Linked DNA regions of Zea mays: region 1 is linked to region 2. A link is a contact called in public Hi-C data. All regions are on one chromosome and are shown on one strand. The core of a region is the stretch at or near the end of the contact, and the rest is flanking DNA. Distances in the headings are between cores, read along the strand shown. Region 1 holds the start of LOC100281599 (L-type lectin-domain containing receptor kinase SIT2). Region 2 overlaps LOC606458 (knotted related homeobox 8).

Region 1 (7,435 bases), core at 4,000-6,499, 76 kb after region 2:
TAAGGGGGCTGTAGAAAGATAGATGGGAAACGCACACACCCTTAGGTGTGTGTGGGGGGGGGGTTGACCATCTAAAATATGTGCCTAGATATAGTCCTATACAACCCACCCGCATACAGTCGCAGCGGGAGAATCACGAACGTAGAGAGTAGAGACTAGATCGAAATTAGTAAATAACTAAACAAGCAACTCCTTGGTTATGATGTCAGCGAACTGGTGAGAGGACAACACGTGGAACACCTGAACTTGGCCCAAGGCGACCTCGCAGACAAAGTGTATGTCAATCTCAATATGCTTCGTGTGACAATGATGCATTGGATTGGCTGTCATATATACAATATTCACATGATCACAATACACAATGGTCGCTGAAGAAACAGAGGTGTGAAGTTCCTGTAGCAGTTGTCGTAACCAAGCAACACTTGGCAATGGTATGGACGATGTCACAGTACTCTGTCTCGGCACTGGAGTGGCAGACAACCGTCTAACGGTTTGAGAATCAAGGCCCCTGGTCTCAGCTGCCCTATGCTTGAGGTTGTTGAGCTGACCTTTACGTGTTGTTCGACTGTGTATCCCACTAAAATAAGGTTTCACACAGAAAGGTATGGTATAGTCGCACTCATTCAGACCTGCCCAGTTCGTGCTTTCATGCTGGAGTGAAACAGAGGCTCGAGCTTTTGGATTGCAAGAGGATAACAGGTGCTGGATAGCTGGAGTGAGTTTCGTTGCCCCGCGCTTGAGTAGTCTCACTATCTCCGGGGAAGGTGTTCAGGGGCCTACCACTGCCAGCTTGGTTAGCTACCTGTGCTGATTCTGGAAGCCATAATAGCCTCGCAGGAATGAAACTCATACGCCGCATGTTCTGGAAACCTTTGCAATTGCAGCTTAGACTGATTGGAAATGTTTTCAGAGAATGGAACTAAAATATCACTGCCTATGGTTCTTTCCATTTCGTATACCTATCATATAAAAGCTTTAGGTTCGAAACTGTTAATATGTTGCTGTGGCTAGCATGAGTATAATCCCATTTCTGGGAGATTTTTTTAGCAGCATGTTTGGGAACATGATATTTTCTTAGTTTCAAGACAATACCGTAATATTTGTCTATTATTAAAAATTCTATATTGACTCTTTAAAATAGTTTGTGCGATATTGAACTTATTCATATACTTGGATGATTAACTCTGCAGATTACTAATTCTTCATGGGGGACTGTTTATTTATTTACTATGCTGATGTTGGCAATAAGGTGAATTTAAAATGTTGATGAAGCCCTAAGCACTCTACTCTCCTGTTATTATTAGTTAATGTTGTTTTTAGATCAAATACATAATCTATGTCCCCAGCATGAGAGAAAGACTACTGTAGTTTATTTATTAGCTAATGATGATCTATTATACCTTTGGTGGCGACATCATTTTTCATGCTTAAACATGGCATTGTATGGATCCCTATGCAGAGTGTGAACTTACAACATGAGCCTTTCCATCAAAGGGGAGAAAGTTGGAAGATGATTGTCGGGGACCATAATTAGGGGTACCCTCAAGGCGCCTAATTCTCAGCTGGTAACCCCCATCAGCATAAAGCTGCAAAGGCCTGATGGGCGCGATTAAGTCAGGGATCAGTCCACACGAGTGACTCGATCACGCTTTACCCGAGCCTAGCCTCGGCCAAAGGCAGCCGACCTCGAGAGACTTCCGTCTCGCCCGAGGCCCCCTTTTTATGGCGGACACATCACCGGCTCGCCCAAGGCCTTGGCTTCGCTCAGAAGCAACCTTGACTAAATCACCACACCGACTGACCAAATTGCAGGGGCATTTAACGCAAAGGTGGCCTGACACCTCTATCCTGACACGCGCCCCCGGCAGAGCCGAGGTGACCGCCGTCACTCCACCGCTCCACTGGCCAGTCTGACAGAAGGACAGCGCTGCCTGCGCCACTCCGACTGCAGTGCCACTCGACAGAGTGAGTCTGACAGGCAGTCAGGCCTTGCCAAAGGCGCCACGGCGAACTCCGCTCCACCCGACCCCAGGGCTCGGACTCGGGCTAAGACCCGGAAGACGGCGAACTCCGCTCCGCCCGACCCCAGGGCTCGGACTCGGGCTAAGACCCGGAAGACGGCGAACTCCGCTCCGCCCGACCCCAGGGCTCGGACTCGGGCTAAGACCCGGAAGACGGCGAACTCCGCTCCGCCCGACCCCAGGGCTCGGACTCGGGCTAAGACCCGGAAGACGACGAAACTCCGCCTCGCCCGACCCCAGGGCTCGGACTCCGCCCTGGCCTCGGCCGAACGACTTCCGCCTCGCCCGACCCCTTGGCTCGGGCTCGGCCACGGCAACAGAAGGCAGACTCAACCTCGGCTTCGGAGGAAACCCCACGTCGCCCTGCCTAGGGCACAGACCGCCACGTCAACAGGAGGCGCCATCATCATCCTACCCCGAATCGACTCGGGTCACGGAGAACAAGACCGACGTCTCATCCGGCCAGCTCCGCCAGAGAGGCAATGATGGCGCTCCACAAGCTCTATGACGACGGCGGCCCCCAGCTGTCTTACGGAAGCAGGACAACGTCAGCAGGGACTCGACCGCTCCAACAGCTGTCCCTCCATCAGGCTCCGCCGCACCTCCGACAGCCACGACGTCACGCCAGCAGGGTGCCCAGATCTCTCCGGCTGCCACATTGGCATGTACCTAGGGCGCTAGCTCTCCCTCCGCTAGACACGTAGCACTCTGCTACATCCCCATTGTACACCTGGATCCTCTCCTTACGACTATAAAAGGAAGGACCAGGGCCTTCTCAGAGGAGGTTGGCCGCGCGGGACCGAGGACGGGACAGGCGCTCTCTTGGGGCCGCTCGCTTCCCTCACCCGCGTGGACGCTTGTAACCCCCCTACTGCAAGCGCACCTGACCTGGGCGCGGGACGAACACGAAGGCCGCGGGACTTCCACCTCTCTCACGCTCGGCTCCGGCCACCTCACCTCTCCCCCCTTCGCGCTCGCCCACGCGCTCGACCCATCTGGGCTGGGGCACGCAGCACACTCACTCGTCGGCTTAGGGACCCCCCTGTCTCGAAACGCCGACAATGATGTCTAGCCATGTAAAGAGAATGAGAATTGGCCAATGTCCATAACTCTTCCAAGAGTTTAGCCAGAGGGCAGGGGGTGGGGGAGGAGTTAAAGAGTTCATTGCTGGCAAACCATTTAGCCTTAGGGGCTGGTCATTGCTGCTAATCCCCACCTTAATTTAGTAGTGTTCATGTTAATTAGGCTACAGATCCTGCGGCGAAGGTCTAACACAAGTAGTATCTAGGTATGAGGAGCAGAGTTTTGTTAGAGAAGTGAGTGTCAAAATGGCACATTATTTCATTTTTAGTTTCATGGAGATACCCAGTTTGAGCAGTATCTAGGTATGAGGAGTTACAAATTTGTTTATGTTATGTATTGTCCTCTTGCGTCATACTGATAAGAGAACCATGATGACAAAATCCACCTGTTTTGGTGTTTACCTTGAGCCTTTTAAAGGTTTTCATTAACATTTCATCATGCTTCACAATCAGATGCGTTTCATTTTCAAGGAAAATGACTACATTACAAATTTACATTGATTGTGAACTGAATCAGAAGTGAATGTTTGTGTCACTGATTTTCTGATGTGCAAACAATTCAATAGGAGAGCTCTTGGTGAAGGAAGCATGGCAATTCCTTGGCTGTTCGGCAGAAATGTCACGGGTTCGATTCATCTGGACGCTGGAAATGTTCATGTAATACCATGTAGGCAAAACCTTAGCTTACTATTCTTGGAAATCCAATTTGGTTGTAGATTTTTTCGTGACTCAAATCTGGGAAGGACATAACTTGGATAGGTGAAGCTGAGTTCGGAATTACGGTGGGTTGATCAGTTTTGCCTATGTTGGCTACAGTGCAGTGCTCCCCCTTTGCCTATGTTGTTGTTGTCTGAATATAGCCGCCCTAAAGCCTAGGTAAAGGACGGCGTTGCGATATACCAAGCGAGTTAGCGCTTGACAACCTATAATCACAGTGGGCGAGCCTGCAAGGCTGCAACCATCACACTACACATCATTAAAACCATGAAAAGGGCAGGCTAGGCTAGGTTGCGAGAAAAGAGAAGCAGAGTTGTGTTAGGCTGGCTGAAGCAGCAGCCGCGTGGTGCCCCTCCCCTTCCACTGTGCATGCGTAGTGAGTCTTTACGCGCGCAGCGGCGGCCTCCAAATGACCCCTACGTGCTACAACGCTCAAGTCTTAACATGTTTGGCTTCCGAGCAAATTTTTTCTAGACCCCAAGGAAATATAAGATATATTTGTCGATGTTCATCCCAGGGTACTCCCGTTGCAACGCACGGGTACACACCTAGTCATCAAATATGTAGTAGCGTTTCTTAACAAGTGCTAAAGGCACGTTGCGGGTTGAGTCCCAACTCCCAAGCTGGTCGGGAACGAGCAGCCCTGTACCAGCCTAGAGACATCTGGTCCAGGGAAAACATGGGTTGTACTAGGCCCAACACGGATGACATCCTCGGCGCGGCCCACTCCAGAGTCCAGGCACATGTTTTTGTGGAACCAACGGTGCCTAGAGATACCGGATGGGGTCATGCAAATGGCTGGAGGTTCCGAGCAGTGCGCACACATGGATCTTTTTCTTTGAAAGACCAGTTTAGGAACACAAAACCAGAGAAGATTGTAGGGGTTAGAATATTTTTTATTTAATTAAAACTAGTTTAAAAACTTTATTTTTAAGGGATTTATATTTTTCAAGAGAAAATAAACTATTTTTTTAGAAAAATGAAAATCACTTGATAAAATGGGTTTTCCAAACTAGTCATACGAAAGGAATTTTAGGCCCTGTAATCTCCACTAATTTTATGGCTGCCAAACAAGCTCTGATCATTTTACGCTCCGGCCCAATCCTCGACGTCAATTCTACAGGAGAGGAAAACGACATAATGTTTACTTATTATTAAAGCCGGACGGAAAACGTGCCGCTGGTGCAGCCACGTCTACCCAAAACAGCTCAACCGTCAGATTCCAAAACTACGGTCACGACTCACGAGGGCCTTCCACCCACACGAAAGGGCGTGCGAATTTACTTATTATTAAAGCCGGACGGAAAACGTGCCGCTGGTGCAGCCACGTCTACCCAAAACAGCTCAACCGTCAGATTCCAAAACTACGGTCACGAGGGCCTTCCACCCACACGAAAGGGCGTCTCTCCAGCAGCTGCGAATCTAGAACATTCGACACTCCAGCCGAAGAACTGGCCGTGATAACAGCGCCCTCTCTGTCTCTCTCCTAGTGTTGTCTCCATCGTCCTCCTCCCCCTTTGCCTCCCTCCCAAGTTCCAACGCCGTGTTCGCCGCCCTCTCCCTCTACCGGCCTCCACACCGTCTCCATCGGCCGGCCCGCCCCATTGCCCACACGACGACAGTTCTCAGCTCGTCTAACGCTTAGCCGCTGAAGCCATTGGAGAGGCGATATGGGAAGCCCCCGGTGACGATGCGGCTACCGCAGCACACGGAGCGTGCGGGTTCGCCGAAAACCTGCAGCATCTTCCAAGCGTGGCTGCCCCGTCACCTTCGCTGTCCCGGTCCTGTCTCGCAGCTGCTGGTCCTGTGCGCTGTCCCTGGATGCCCACGCCGTCGATGCCACGGACACCTCATAGGTAATCATGATCCCTAATCCTACTTGCCTTTTGTGCGGGCCACTGGTTCATAAGTATTTAGCTGATTCGTACACTATGGAGGGTCTGAGTCCTGTGCGGCTCTTGATTACTAGATGGATGCAGATCACTTGCTGCTTGTGAGGATACCAGTGTCCAGCAACACATCCCCGATAGATTTAGACCCGTTGGACATTGTGGAAACCTACATATCGTGGCCTCCAATTTTGTTATTTTTTGATGAACGCGATAGCCCTCAGTTCTGATGATGCACATGGTCTTAGGTTCACGAAATGTGCCATGATCTGAACTTTAAATCTGGTTTGATTTTCTGAAGGCCTTTGGTAGTATTTGCTGCAACCAGTGTCCTGTTTGACCTTTTACAGAGCCGCGTTGTACACAACATTTTTTGCATTTGTTCAGTTCTTCTTCTTCCCGGTATGCTGATTTAGAACCACATGGAATAAGGACGTCGACACATTCTACACTGAATAATGAACCTATCATTTGTTTGTATCAGCAGGCCATAAACTGCTTCATCCCAATCATGGACCGTCGTTTCTTTAAACATATTGATGGCCACCTTTTGTTTTTTTAAGAAGAATTTGAAGAACATGCTCCCGTCTGCAGCACTGTTCCTAAACGGTATAAAAGCACCTGTACTGGTCTTCACCAAGCAAGCACCTCAGACACCAACATCTACACACAATCACAGTCACAATGGAGGCCGGAGGGTTAGTCAGGGTCAGGGAGGCCGGCTGGGCCAGGTTCGACTTGCTACCCCATGGCTAGGAGCCGGAGGTCGTAGCGCAGCTGCTCTGCACCCAGCATGAGTTGCCTTGGTCCGATCAAAGCTTCTTCCGTACAGTGACAACAACATGCCACATATTCTTTTGGCAATTTGTATTGCTTTTAAAAAAAATCTACTTCTTTCACTAAAAACTTCCTTATCCATGTGATATCCGATGTATTCTACATAACTCCAAAATTGCTACCGGGCAATACTCACCCTTACCTATTCTTTTAACTGATATGTCCACCTTTTCAGGTTATTTTGGCTATTCATTTTAATGATTGTATGTATGTGCCTATGTATGATAAAAAAAATAATGTCGTTTTTTTACCAATGTATTGTGCCCTGTGCTCTATATCTTTAATGACTTTTTATGGGATTTCCGTAGATAGCTCCCTCCGTTATTTATTTGTTTATAGTTCAAAAATAAAATAACGGACAACAAATATTCGAGAACGGGATTAGTATATAATAGCTGATTATGACTATCTTTTTTAAAACTATTTGTTCCAAACTTGATGGACATCTCGAGGACCAAAGTGACACATTAAAGAGTTATAGCTTCATACAAAACAGGTTAAGTTGCACTATTTCCTCTACATTTTTAGATCTACCACTTATATTAGTGTTTTTTCTTCATTTTAAGAAATTGCATCGCACCTTCCATTTGTTTATGTAAAAAACTATCACTATTGTGTTCTACATAGGATCTTATTTACATACATATTTTAGTGGACCATAAAAAAAACAGCGCGCGCAGGGCGCGCGTTAGACACCAGTACATACATATTAAAGCCCGACGCAAAACGTGCATCTCCTTAAGCCATGTCACCACTAAAATCTTGATCGTCGGATCTGCTTTGGACGGTCTCATCAAGAAGAACGCGTAGCTTCCAGACTTTCCTCGAGCATACTTTGTTACCAGCCTGGCAAATTGAAAAGCCAACATGAATCAAACGTCGGCGCGCG
Region 2 (7,278 bases), core at 321-2,820:
AGCTGGCCTGAGGAGATCGATCCCTGCGCCGAGGACAAGGAGCTCAAGCACCAGCTTCTGAGGAAGTACGGCGGCTACCTGGGCGGCCTTCGCCAGGAGTTCTCCAAGAGGAAGAAGAAAGGGAAGCTCCCCAAGGAGGCGAGGCAGAAGTTGCTGCACTGGTGGGAGCTGCACTACAAGTGGCCCTACCCTTCTGTAAGACCCTACCTATGTTTCCTTCCATCCATGCATTGCTAATACAACGGCAACTACTGTGTCTATGTTTGGAAGAAGAAAAAAAATGAAGCTTTTGATGCATGACTACTGTTTCGAGTACTCACCAGGAGACGGAGAAGATGGCGCTCGCAGAGACGACCGGGCTGGACCCGAAGCAGATCAACAACTGGTTCATCAACCAGCGGAAGCGGCACTGGAAGCCGGCGTCGGAGGACATGCCGTTCGCGGTGATGGAGGGCGGGTTCCACGTCGCGCAGGGCACCGCAGCGCTGTATATGGACAGGCCGGCGGTGCCGCCGTTCATGGCGGACGGCGGGATGTACCGGCTGGGGTCGTGAGGGCCGGCATGCACGGTAAAAGCTAAGCACGTGTGCCAGCACGACGGTGATTGTTGAGGTGTAGTAGTGATTGAACTGATTGCTCCTTCTCATCCGTAAATATACAGTTTCGGGTTGACACGTTTTTCTCGATCTGCAAGGTAGGCATCATGTTGTTCTCCTTATTTTCTTTTTTTCTCCCTGAAGACGACCGGTAATAAAATATATTAGCACTATGATGTACTGTATATAGGGAAAATTTAGGGAGAACTGTCAAAGGAGATAAGATTTAGGGGATAAAATCTTTTAAAGGGTGCTCAAAACATGAGATTTAAAGGTATGAGGTAGAAAAAACCGCCACGGATAGTTTTATCGGATCATATCATAATCAGACAATTTCTATTTAATTTTAACTAAAATTAATTAAGGGTTCAAACAAACGATGAATAAATATTTGGATCGTGATCTATTACGATGTTACCACCTCTACTCACGACATGATTTCTCTACTCCTTTAAAATACGAGTTTCGTGTGTTGCGCGTAGATCTGTCGTTTTCTCCCCACTACTCGCTTACCAGTGGGTCGTTAATCTACATATAGGCCGTGAGAAACCACCAAACTCAACACAAGAGTGTTTTCCCTCCCTCGCTTCTCTTCTACCAGTGGGTCATTACCTCATAGATGAGCCATGAGAAACCACTAAATCTAATATGACAGGAAGTCGCATGCAACACAACGATCATATATAGTATCACTCTCCTAGCTGAAGAATGACGAGTGAATGACCGAGGTATAAAAAAGGGGTTGAGCTCTTTTCAACTCATCTCTCGATCTTTTAACTAAGATAAAATATAATATTTATTCTTATATTAGTTTAATATCTAAATTACGGATGATGTTTACTTTAATATTAAATTTATTTATTTTGTATATTTTTGGGAGATCCAGAGGACCGGAACTTATGACCGGGCCTGGACCCTGCTCTCAGGCCAAATAGTGTCTAAAGGTCCATGTACTAGCGCCAGCCCAGCAATCAATCTGCAACACATGAACCATGAATTGGTGTCCACATACTACGGCCACTGCACAAGAGCTACCCCAGCTAGGAGGGTCCGGCGAGATAGAGCCATTGAAACATGAGCGGCGCAGCAGTGGTGCGACGAGCAGGCAGCCAGGCGCGGTTGGGGGGCAGGCGTAGCGTAGCGAGCAGACCACGCGGGCGCGGCGAGCGGCGGAGCAGGTGGCCAGCAGCAACGGACCAAGCGCGGCTGCGTCCAAAAGACGACAGCCAGCCATGCGTGGAGGAGGCCAGCAGGCGGCCAGGCTTCACTATTTGGAGACATTTTTATGCCTAACTTTTTTGCTTTTTGTATGCAACCATTATCAATGTCGTCACAACATGTGCATCTGGATTGAAATTTTTTATTCTAAATTTGTCTTGATGTGTTAATATCCTAATGCATATTTTTCCTTGGCATATGGTAATTGAAATATGGCCTAAAACATATGAACTTGGCCAGGTATGTGGATACTCCCGGAGATAAGCTGAAGTCAAGGTTGCAGAAGTTCTTGTCAATGCACTTTGTGAGCAAGTCGCTCTATCTAGCTTGTCATCTGCTTGTGCTGCTTTAAAGTCGATTGTAGTCATTGTAAGTTTTGCAATGTTATCAATGTTTAAGTTGTTCACATTTCAGCTTAATTGGAAAAATAATAGCTTCTCAGGAGGGTATCCACTCCGTCAAGTTTTGGATTCAGATTTGAACTAGATTATATGGATTTGATTCGATAACCCCTGCCCTAATAGGTCCTTATTACTTTAGTCTTTCATATGTAGCTAGCAGCCACTTGTAAGCCAAAATTTATTTTTCATGTGGCCAATATTCAGAAAATTCTAGCGCTTAAAAAATGGGATGATCCATTTTATAATAAACGGTCAGACATCCTTACCATTTCTAATATTATTGTCATTTTTCCTTGAGACCTAGTTTGGGTACTATAGGGATGAGTGGGATTAGAGTAGATTGAGATGTATTGAGGGAGATTTGATCTATTAGGGCCCGTTTGTTTCGTTGGAATTGAATTCCATTTTAATAATTATAATTTAGACAAAACTAATTAAGTTCATATATTTATATATGTAATATATTTGTATATTATCCAAAATCATAAGAGAGAGATAGTTATATACTACATTTATGTCATAGCGAAGCAATTAGAAGAGTGTGCTATAAGTTGTACATCAGAAAAATAGCATGTAAATCTATAGAATCAATTTTCATCTCTCACCCCATGAATTTGAGATAGGCTTATATGATAACTTTGGAAAGTGGTGGAATGTCACGTTCTAAAAAATAATCTATTCCATTAGTATGATTCTAATTCATCGAAATGAAAGGAAACAAACGGGACCTTAGGGATTTCTCTCTAATCCCTCCAAAATACTCCAATCCAAGAGTATTCAAACTAGACTAGAAGGAACTAGGTTTATAAAGCAAAAGGTAGCTATTGTGCGGTAACCTATTTAATTATGAGATGACATAGGAGAGTTTTACCATCTTCTATTGTGTGTTGACACAATACGAAATAATTTTTAGTGTTATATTTTACCCTACGCTTTGAGGGATCATGGTGAAAGGGAAATATGCCCTTGGGCAATTTCTATAATGTTTTGGTGATTAAGTGCCCAACACGTTTAATTAAGTTTTCATGAGCCAAAGGTTGAAAAGTGCAAATCAAGGCATGAGGTATGTTTCTAGACTTAGTACATTTGTTTTTGAATACTAATGAGGTTATCTAAGTGCTAGAAACAGCAAGAAAAGAAACTGAAAAGACTTGGCTCGGTGCAGCCAAATTCAGCTCAGTCTGGCACACAGGACTGTCCGGTGGTTCACCGGACAGTGTCTGGTGCGCCAGGCTGGTCTCTGGTGAAAGTGCTGCTCTCAGGAATCGATGGCGGCGTACGGCTATAATTCACCGGACTGTCCGGTGAGTCATCCGCGGCGAACTCGTCGCCCTCGGGAAAAGCAAAGGGGCGACGTGGTTATAATTCACCGGACTGTCCGGTGAGCCAACGATCGCCAGCGCCAACGGTCGGCCACGCAATCTTCGCGCGACACGTGGACTGCTCCAACGGTCGGCTGGTGCACCGGACTGTTCGGTGTGCACCGAATAGTGTCTGGTGCGCCAATCAGCCCAGAGGAGCAACGGTCGGATATGCCAAATCAGGAAGGAGATCGCACACCGGACCGTTGTAACATCCCAAAATTTCAACCCGAGGTTTGGAACCCTAATCTCCTAACCCCCCTTTTTTATCTCTCCCTAAACTCCACCCCATAGGTCATCTCATCATATGCATACACTTTGATTGTTAGAAGCGCCTCACATAGATTATTATGTTTCTAGCACACAAGATTATTTAGCTAATTATCTGTTCAAAAGAAAAGGAGATAAAAGAAATAGAAAATAGAAATAAGAAATAGAAAAAGAAAAAAAGAGAAAAGGAAACCCCCCTCCAGGCCGCCTCTCTCTCTCTCGCGCGCGCGTCCGCACTCCCCTCCCTTCCGCGGCCCAAGCGGCCCATCGCCGCGCGCCACGCGCCCGCCACTGACACCCTGCCCCCACCCGTCAGCTGCCCCCCCTCTCCCTCTCTCGTCGCTCTCCCGCTGTTGGCTCGGCCCCACCCGTCAGCCCGCACTACCCTCCCTCACGATCTCTCCCTCCCTGGCAAGAGGGCCCCGCCCGTCAGCGCCTTCCTCGCGCCCGTGACCGGGGCTAGCGACGCGATCGCCGCCGGTTGCCACCGTCCCATCGTCTCGCCATTACTCGCTAGCCTGCTCGGTTGGCGCCTTGCGCCTCTGTCCCCTTGTGCCAGCCGAGCCATCCCGTCACCCCTGTGCCCGAGCCGTCTCGTCGTCGCCACTGTGCGCCACCATCCCCGCCGTGGCGAGCTCGCCGGTGCGCGCCACCTCTCGCCCCTTCCCCGCCCCGGGCGCCTATAAAAGGACCGCCCCGAGCTCCCCAATTCCTCACCCCAGCCTCAGCCACCCTCTTCCTCCTTCCCCGAGCTCAATTGAGCCAGCGCCGCCGCGTCCTTCCCCTGCTCCGGTGAGCCTCGCCCTCCTCCCTCTGCTAAGTTCTAGTCTAATTCATATAGTTCTTGAGCTTCGTCATTCCCTCGCAAACACAATGCACCCATCCCCACCTCCTATTGCGCTAGGCAGCCTCGCCGGCGACCTCACCGCCGCGAGCGCCCGCCACCGCACCGTGGACCGGCCACCCCAGGCACCCTCCGGCCAAATTGGTCCTACCCCCAGGATCCCCTACCCCCGCCCGTACCTTGCCACCTCTCGTCCATCGCAAAACCGGGACCCCGGCGGAGAACCGCCGTGGGGCCTCACCGGCGGTCGAGCCTAGCCGGTCCCCCCCCGGTCGCCCGCTCCATGCCGTTACCCCCCTCCTCTCACTGCCACGTGGGCCCGCACCCACGGTGTCTGCCCGCGCCGCTCCACTCCTCCGTGGGCCAGCTGGGCCGCCTGCCCGCGCCCGCGCTCGCTGGGCCAAAATCCCCCTGGCCCAGTTAGCTGAGAATTCCTTTTCTTTTTCCTTTTCCATTTCTTTTTCCTGTTTTCATATATATTCATATATAGATATTTTATGCACCAAAAATAGTCTAAATAAATTATAGGGCACAAAAATAATAATGTCTAATAATTGGCACACCCCACCAAGTCACCATGATTGATGTATTGTTCCTTATCTATGTTTGCTAGCGGAAGAGGGATCCGATCCTCCGGAATTTGTAGCTCCAGAAGAAGGGCAGGAACCCGACCCCTCTGAAATAGATCTTTTGTGCCAGGAAAGTTTCGACAAAGGCAAGTCCATTCTTCCCTTGATGCATAATTTACCTACTCTTTCTACCACTACCTAAGCCGGGATTAAAGGATGGATCATTGCATTGTGAGCAGAGAGATAGCCCGCATTAACAAACATCTTTTGAGTACAAAATGTGGGATGGGAAAAAGGGGCAATGTTTTGACTAAGCGATGTTTTCAAAAAGTGTATGATGAAGGGTATTCACCCTCATCACCTTGTGAGTGGGATGATCAGGGACTCCCTGGTTTAGGGGAGGGCCTAAGGTGATGGCTCAACTGGTTTAGGTGTGAGCAGAAGAATTGTCCCCACATATAAGGATCGGTTTGTTATACTTCACTACCTGTACTCATGATAAGTACAACCACTCGAGACTGTATGGGCAGTCACTCAATCTGAACTCGTACGGTCCAAACCCTAGGGTTATGAAGGCTAGGGAGCACCAGGAGGATAAGGAGGGGGAATGTTTTGTCCGGTTTGGACATGGCGGTGGCCTGACTCCTTCCAGTATAACCGTTAAGGTTAGGACGTGCGAGGAAATAAAGAGATTCGGATTCGGATCTCATTGGCCATGAGATCGCAGAGCCAGACTAGTGGGTAAAGTGTACCCCTCTGCGCAGAGTTCAAACCTATTCGAATAGTCCGTGTCCACTGGAATGGACGAGTCTGGTGTGGTATGACAATTAGTGTTTTTCAACCTCCGTGAACAGGGAAATGTGTGTGTGAGTTTGTTTCTGGAAATGAAAACGATGCCACGGGAGCGGGAAGCTCAGTGGTGGTTGAGAAATGTGTTATATTTACTTCTTGGGGAAAACCCTCAAAGTACTGCCTTTCTCTGAGAAAAAGAAGAGTGACTTCAACTCCACCATATAAAGCATGTATGATATAGGTCCCTTTCTCTTTACAGGAGCGGGATGGGCTTGCGGAGTACCTAGTGTATTCACCCAGATTTATTTATGTTTTTCAGCAGCTGAAGACTTTTTTTTCTGCTATGCTTGATTGAGGGGGCTGTGTCTGCACCCAGTTCTGCCTGTGGCTTGGGCTAGTTTATCTTCTACTGCGCTTTGTAGTTCTGGCTCTCTCAAGCTTGTACTCTGGTATTGTAATAACTTTTATTCGAACTATGTACTATTTGAAGTAAGGAATATGGTTACTAGCCTCCTGGGACTAGTAATTGTATCACATTTGAGTCCCAAAGGATCGGGTTGCTTCAGGTGGTATCAGAGCCATAGGACTGGCCGTAGATCGTAGCCCCGACCTTAAAAGTTTGCCTTAACAAGAAAACACCTCTTACCCCTAAGAAAAATCTTCTCCCCTTTCCCCGATATTAACAGACCCTTCTTTTCTTCTACCAGATGGAAGGCTCTTGGGTCATTAGGACATCCTACTGCTCAGAGGAGGAAGGATTCCCTCATCTCTTGCGGAGTTGCGCGCTTCGCATGGGGATCCGCAAGAAGCCAGAGTATGTCTGGAAAGAATACCGCGAGAACGGAATTGAGAAGTGCTCTATGGCAGTCTACCTGGGAGAAAGCCGAAGTTACCCAAACCACCCTCCTTTCCAAGTCACCTTCACTGGTGAAAGTCGCCTAGAGGGGGGTGAATAGGGCGAATCTGAAATTTACAAACTTTAAGCACAACTACAAGCCGGGGTTAGCGTTAGAAATATAAACGAGTCCAAAAGAGAGGGCGAAAAACAAATCACAAGCAAATAAGGCGGATGACACAGTGATTTGTTTTACCGAGGTTCGGTTCTTGCAAACCTACTCCCCGTTGAGGTGGTCACAAAGATCGTGTCTCTTTCAACCCTTTCCCTCTCTCAAACGGTCACTTAGACCGAGTGAGCTTCTCTTCTCAATCAAACGGGACACTAAGTCC

The links. A called contact is a pair of places that touch in the nucleus more often than the background predicts.
Region 1: a Hi-C map of tassel shows a contact between it and region 2, with 3 times the contacts expected there. The contact joins the promoter of LOC100281599 here to the enhancer-like site in region 2. A contact is called at or near these places in 3 of 25 Hi-C or Micro-C datasets (ear, leaf and tassel).

The regions. Positions count from the first base shown.
Region 1 is chr1:288,655,836-288,663,270 of Zm-B73-REFERENCE-NAM-5.0, forward strand. It overlaps LOC100281599 (L-type lectin-domain containing receptor kinase SIT2), which reads left to right and starts at 5,250. Exons shown (of 4, transcript XM_035964393.1): 1 at 5,250-5,676. It also overlaps the pseudogene LOC103645643.
Region 2 is chr1:288,583,196-288,590,473 of Zm-B73-REFERENCE-NAM-5.0, forward strand. LOC606458 (knotted related homeobox 8) reads left to right here. Exons shown (of 4, transcript NM_001372049.1): 3 at 1-195; 4 at 324-850. The coding sequence ends at 554. Among protein-coding and RNA genes, the nearest start is that of LOC606458, 12 kb to the left of the region's middle. Within about 2 kb of position 1,571, at least 11 of the 20 cell types and tissues checked have an H3K27ac peak or open chromatin away from gene starts, as enhancers often do. A contact at or near this core is called in ear and tassel, where this site is marked.